Regions from separate parts of the Mus musculus genome. Here region 1 is linked to region 2. A link is a contact called in public HiChIP or PLAC-seq data. All regions are on one chromosome and are shown on one strand. Each heading gives the region's core, a stretch centred on a gene start, on an enhancer-like site or on the middle of the called end of the contact. The rest is flanking DNA. Distances are from core to core; before and after follow the strand shown. Region 1 has its middle 25 kb from the start of Gm35279. Region 2 overlaps Gm35215 (a long non-coding RNA gene).

The links. HiChIP or PLAC-seq counts read pairs in DNA pulled down with a chosen protein or histone mark.
Region 1: an H3K4me3 HiChIP or PLAC-seq map of intestinal villus epithelium shows a contact between it and region 2, with 8 read pairs. The contact joins two enhancer-like sites. A contact is called at or near these places in 1 of 15 datasets of contacts at CTCF or cohesin (the NIH/3T3 cell line), 6 of 484 Hi-C or Micro-C datasets (embryonic stem cells, granulocytes, granulocyte-monocyte progenitors and 2 more), 11 of 115 datasets of contacts at active chromatin or transcription factors (acute myeloid leukemia, bone marrow-derived macrophages, embryonic stem cells and 5 more) and 1 of 9 other capture datasets (embryonic stem cells).

Annotation. Positions count from the first base shown.
Region 1 is chr13:99,017,544-99,020,824 of GRCm38.p6, reverse strand. No RefSeq gene overlaps it. Among named protein-coding and RNA genes, the nearest start is that of Gm35279, 25 kb to the right of the region's middle. Within about 2 kb of position 1,729, at least 67 of the 459 cell types and tissues checked have an H3K27ac peak or open chromatin away from gene starts, as enhancers often do. A contact at or near this core is called in extraembryonic endoderm stem cells and intestinal villus epithelium, where this site is marked.
Region 2 is chr13:98,940,257-98,943,245 of GRCm38.p6, reverse strand. Gm35215 (a long non-coding RNA gene) reads left to right here. Exons shown (of 3, transcript XR_382807.2): 2 at 2,806-2,953. Among named protein-coding and RNA genes, the nearest start is that of Gm35215, 4.2 kb to the left of the region's middle. Within about 2 kb of position 1,250, at least 40 of the 459 cell types and tissues checked have an H3K27ac peak or open chromatin away from gene starts, as enhancers often do. A contact at or near this core is called in extraembryonic endoderm stem cells and intestinal villus epithelium, where this site is marked.

The DNA of each region.
Region 1 (3,281 bases), core at 480-2,979, 77 kb before region 2:
AGAGAATGAATAGGTGGTTCCTCTGATGGCCTTTGTGAAGGTTATTAAACAGAATATACGCAAACCTCCTTTGACACCAACACTCATTTAATTGCTAAGGACTCTCAAATCTCAAGCCAGTGGGAACCTCACTTCCTTCCAACAACTGCTCCACCACACATACTGTCTGGTGTCCCCAAGAGCCACGTTGGGGTTTAATCATCACTGTATCTTAGATGTTTAATAATTGCATGTAAATGCATGCTAAGCACCTGTTACAATAGTTACCATTATTGAGTGCCTGCTGTCTACCATAAATTATCTAAAGACTTGATATGACATGGCCACTCAGTGTTCACAGCAACCCACTGAGAAAGGTGATGGTGTGCCCACTTCGGGTGTGAAAACTGTGTCAGACGCTTAAACGACTTCTCGTGTTAGCAGCTTATAGAGCTGGAAATGGCCCCGGGTAGACTGGGTCCTGCAACCACACTCATAACTTCACACAATTCTGCTGTTGTTGCCAAACATGATAGCGGTTTATTTCTGCACTGTTGTAAGATCAGAGGGGCAGAGTAGTCCCAGGGCTGCCAGGAAGACTCCAAATTCCTCAACAGGTGACTTTGACCTCTAAGGCGGCTTGACTGATAGACACTCCCTGCAAGTGGGGAGGCAGGAGGAGGAAGAAGCTGGCAAGTTGTTTCTTCTCACTGGTCCCTTTCCATTCTAAAACCACTTCAATCCATGGAAGAAATAACAAGACAAATGTAAAAGCAAGAGCAAGCTGCTCAGCTCTGGTTATCAACTGTGGACACACACCATCGCTCCATTATCTCTCCTGGGCAGCTAGAAACCTCGAAAATGACAACAGCTGATCAGAGGCGACATGACTTGGGGGCTTTCTCTTTTATTCTCTTTATTGTTGAGATGTTAATTGCCCCACAAGAAAAATCACAAAAAAATTTGAATATGTTTTTATTTGTTTTGTTGTTGGTGGTTTTTTGTTTTGTTTTTTGAGACAGGGTTTTTGTTTTGTTTTGTTTTGTTTTGTTTTGTTTTGTTTTGTTTTTTGAGTCAGGGTTTCTCTGTGTAGCCCTGGCTGTCCTGAAACTCACTCTGTAGACCAGGCTGGCCTCGAACTAAAAAATCCGCTTGCCTCTGCCTCCCGAGTGCTGGGATTAAAGGCGTGCGTCGCCATGCCCTGCTAAATATGTTTTTAAAGATAAAAAAATATCAAGCTATGTATTGAGATGTAAAGTGAATAAATAAGTTAATTTTTTAAATACCAAGCTAGGGGTGAAGGTGTGTACTCAGGAGGCTGAGGCAGGAGGATCACAGCTTTGAAGCCAGCCTGGGATATCTTACAAGACACTGTCTCAGAAAAACAAGAAAGAAGCCCAGACAGACAGACACTGCCAGTTCTGCTTCTCCACACAATAGGAAGGAAAATCAGAGGTGACACAGGTCTATGGAAGCAACAGGATCTCAGGAGCCTGGATAAACCTCAGAGACCTCCTTATCCAGAAAGTCCATGAATTTCTAAAGGCTGACTGTAGGTCCAGGGTAAAACACAGAAACCTGTCTTCTTTGTAAGTCTGGCAAGAAACAGCAAGGAGGGTAACTAAGAGGGATTTCAGGCGTGAGGGACTGAGGCCTGGGGCCTTTCAGTGTCAGCTCCTCTCCTCCCCTCCTCTATTCCCGGAGGCTACTCTGAGGGCGGAGGCTGCTCTGAGGGCGGAGAGGGAGCCTTGGACACAGGGAGCAGGGGCACGTGACACAGGATCACTCCATGAGCTCCAAGGGTAGAGATAACCACTGTGAGCAAGCAGCTGTCACGTGGCACATTGTGTCTCTGATAAGTTTCAATTAAAAGTAGCAGAATACATCCAAAAAGTGAGGGGGGTGGGAAGCCCAGTGAATTCCCCTTATTGTCCCTTTAGTTTGTTACCATGGAGTTATTGGTATCGTTTCACGGCTCCAGCACAAATGGCTCCGGCACAAATGCCCCTACGATTTATTGCCGGGTTTGGCCCTTTTAATGGATTTTTTTTTTTTCCAAGAGGAGCTTGAATACGGGGCTTCCGTTACACATCCCTTGTGGCATAACCTAGAGAGAGCTTGCAATAAAGTTTACCAAGGCAACAACACCAGCCTTGGCTTAGTTAGAGCAGACTGTTTCTAGATGGATTCTGTTGTAACCCTTTTCCGCCCATCCCGTGACAACACGAAACTGAAGGGTTAATCATGAGCACCCAAGTCTCCTATGTTGTTGAGGTTTCCTGATGGGGGAAGGGGAGGAGGTTACAAAAAGACACATACATTATATTCCATTTTAGAAAGAGACCTTTTATAAATTGAAGAAAAAAAAAATCAATGAAGCCATCCAGGAAGCTGGTAGCTGTGTTTAATTAAGACAAACTACCAAAATGTTCTATCAGGAAAACAAAAAATTATTTATTTAACGATTTAGAAAGTGCTTAAATCTCAGACTCTTAGTTTGTTAGGTGAAGAGACTGTCAATAAAAATCAGTTTGCTGGGGTCTGTGGGGTGTGCCGCCGTCAGCATCAGTCCCAGGATTCAACCAGAGGCCTTTGTCAACCTTCATTAGCTACTCTGCCTCCAAGGGGAGGAAGAGCATCTATCCGGTACTGGTACTCGCTGACAAACCATTAAAAAGAAAGCATTAAGCCCACTGGTCTTCTAAGCCCAGGGGAGAGAGGGGAAATGTCCTAGGATATCAGCTGTGACCAACTAACATGCAGAAGGAATGGGGGTGGGGTGGGGTGGGATAGGGTGGGGTGGGTGGGGTGGGGTGGTGAAAAGGACTTGAGTGGCTTTTGCCAGTGACTGCAGACTTCATTCATCAGGGGTGATTTGCTTTTTCTGGCTGTTTCCCAATCTCACTTTCCATAGAGAAAAAGAAAGAAAGAAAGAAAGAAAGAAAGAAAGAAAGAAAGAAAGAAAGAAAGAAAGAAAGAAAGAAAAGAAGGAAGGAAGGAAGAAAGAAAGAAAGAAAGAAAGAAAGAAAGAAAGAAAGAAAGAGAAGAAAGGAAGGAAAGGAAAGGAAAAGAAAAGAAAAGAAAAGAACGGAAGAAAGGAAGGAAGAAAGAAAGAAGGAATGTTGTGCAATTGGGAGGAATTAAATAATTCAGTAAGTGGATAACTCTCTCCCATGGAAATCCAGGCCTGGTGTCACTAAGCTGAAAAGTTGAAGCAGCACTTTTGAGTGAGCAGATGACACAGTCAAAACATTTTTTTAACATTTTAATTATTTTTATTTTATGTAAATGAGCACTTTGCC
Region 2 (2,989 bases), core at 1-2,500:
CCTAAAGGAAAAGGTCCTTTATGCATGGATAACACCCTACGTGATAACTGCTATAGCATTAAAGACCGAAACTTGACTTATTCTTAGTTGCAATAGGGCATGCATGCTATTCTGTTCTTGATTTCTAATCCTAAGTCACTCTTTAAATTACTTTATTGCATCAATCTATATTGACAGTGGTGATGCCTCTGTGATCTTGTGTGGCTTCTTCATAATTTTATGACATGCCCTTAAGCATATTAAATGTCACATATTACTGTACTGTTGCTTTCAATGTGGATGTATGTAATTGCAACTAAAAACTTTTAAAATTTTATTATTATTATTATTATTATTATTTTACTTATTCACTTTACATCCTGCTCACTGCCTCACCTCCCGGTCACCCTCCTCCCACAATCCCTCCTCCATCCTTCCTCCTGTTTCCTGAGTGTGTGGGGGCCCCTGGGTATCCCCCTACCCTGGCATCAAGTCTCAGCAGGGCTAGGTGCATTCTCTCCCACTCTAAGTCTAGACAAGGCAGCCCCGCTAAAAGAACATATACCAGTTACAGGCAACAGCTCCTGGGGTAGCCCCCACTCCCACCCCACCCCACCCCCACTCCAGTTGTTTGGGACCCGCATAAAGAGCAAGCTGTACATCTGCTACAGGCAGCTCTTTCCTGGTTGGCCTGTTCTCCGTGCACTTTTGCTCCCTAGTGATTGCTGCAAGGCCTTCGCTTTCTCTAAAGTCTGACAAATTCAAAATGCTGTTCCTTCAGCTGTCAAATTCCCTTCAAGGAATTTCCCCTGTCTCTTGTTTTCTTTCTTCTCTCGTTGTTTTGTTTGTTTGTTTGTTTTTGTTATGTTTGTTTGATTCGAGGCATTTAAAACATTCATGGAAGCCCGTGCTTCCAGCTTCTATTTTTTTCCACCACCACTTCCTCTCCTCTTTTTTTTTTAAATTTTTTTTCCTCACCACTAGATTTGTTAATATTTAACTCCCTGTAGTTTTGTCCTTAAGGGCAGACTGTTAACCATCTATGTACCTGTGCAGCTAGCCTAGCTCCAGCGCTTGATCAACAGCCAATAAATAGCTGTGCAGTGAATAACGAAGGCGTAAGCAGAAGTCCATAGACCACAGAAGTGCACACGAAGGCCACGTTTCTTTAACAGCCAAGTTAGGGAAACCACACACCTACATGTTATAGCCTCTGAGAAACCTGCTTCTCCCTGGGATTGGCCTCCTGGGGGGCCATTACTGCTCCACAAATGCAGTCATTGTCTTGTTATCACTGCGTCCCAGAGGGTCACTCCTGTTATCTGGTAGCTTCTCCAGAATGACATTCTGTCCTATTAGTTTCTCTTCCAAGAATGGACTTTGAGCTCTCTCTTAAGTCTCCAAGGGGCACTCTTGCAAGAGAAACGCAGTTAAGGGCTCGAGCTATGGAGCTCAATGGAAGAGTGTTTGCCCAACATGTATAAGGAACTGGGTTGATCCCCAGAACCACAAAAAGTGATTGATTGATTAATCAATTGACAAAAATGTGCTGCAGATTTTTTGTTTGTTTATTTGTTTTGTTTTGTTTTGTTTTGTTTTGAGACAGGGTTTCTCTGTGTAGCCCTGGCTGTCCTGGAACTCACTTTGTAGACCAGGCTGGCCTTGAACTCAGAAATCCGCCTGCCTCTGCCTCCCGAGTGCTGGGATTAAAGGCGTGTGCCACCACGCCCGGCTGTAGATTTTTATTATTGTTTTTTGTTTGTATTGTTTCAAGACAGTGTCTCACTGTATAGCCCTGGCTGTCCTGGAATTCACTATGTAGAGTTACAGAGACCCACGCAGCCTCCTGAGGGCTGGGATCAAGCGCATTCACTGCCACCATGACCAGCAGATTTAGATGTGAAAAAGCAAATATACTATGGATGCCAGCAACTACTGGAACACCCAGTATACAATGTCCAGTTCACCCCTACTAGCAGAAATCTCCAGACAGCTCCACACTCTAGACCAGAGCCCTGAGGACTGTGGTAAGAAAGGAATCAGCTAGACAGACAGAAGAGACCTCGATACCTCATGTCTCTCCTCAAAAGGCAGTTATAGAGCGGAAATCCCCATTAGGGCTCAGACGAGTCAGTGATGATCCATTAGCAGTGTATCTCTCAGGTCTGAGTTACGATGTCTTTAATGAAACCATGGGATGCTGATGGTCCAAACAGTGTTCTAACAGCCTGGCTCCCACCGAAAGCACTTTTATACACTTCATCTCCAGACAAGGGCAAGATCTACACAACTTTAGTGCTCTATGTCCATCTATCCCTCCCTCCCTTGCTCCCTCCCTTCCTCCCACTCTTTCTCCTTTCCCTTCTCTCTTCTTTCCCCCCTCCTCCCCTCCCTCCCTTTTTGTCCTTAAAGCAACTACTTTGGAAGAAAAGTGGGCGCCTAAATCCATATTCCAGGATGAAAATAAGAAATTACACTTGGGTTCCAGTCCAGTTGGATCCTGACCCAGTTGTTCACCCCTTCGGGTCTTTCTCTATATAATGAGGGCCTGTGTAGACTTTGCCTCTGGTGCTCTTGGCCTATCCTTTCCTTTTCGACTAAGACATAAGAAAGCATTTAGATGTCTACGGCTGAGCTAACACTGTCTCATTACACACATTCACTGTGTCTCTGTATATCGGTGCCCTTAGATAACTTGTGGGATTGGGTCAAACTCTGTTTCCACCACGTGGGGCCAGGGAACAGAGTCAAGCTGTCAGGTTGGGTAGGAAGCATCTTTACCAGATGAGCCATTTTATTGGTCTTAACATTGCGGCCCTCCCAAAGCTGAAGCCAAAGGCCCTGGAAGCCAAGGAGGCGGTGCTGGCAGACACAGAGAGAAACCCTGCATGTCACCCACCTTCCAGTGGTCCAAGAGTCCGAAGCTCTGAAGGCAGCACACATACCTTGGAAAGAGAGCCCAGGAAAAACAAACGTGAGTACTATGCTATCATCAAGGTCCCCTTCAGTC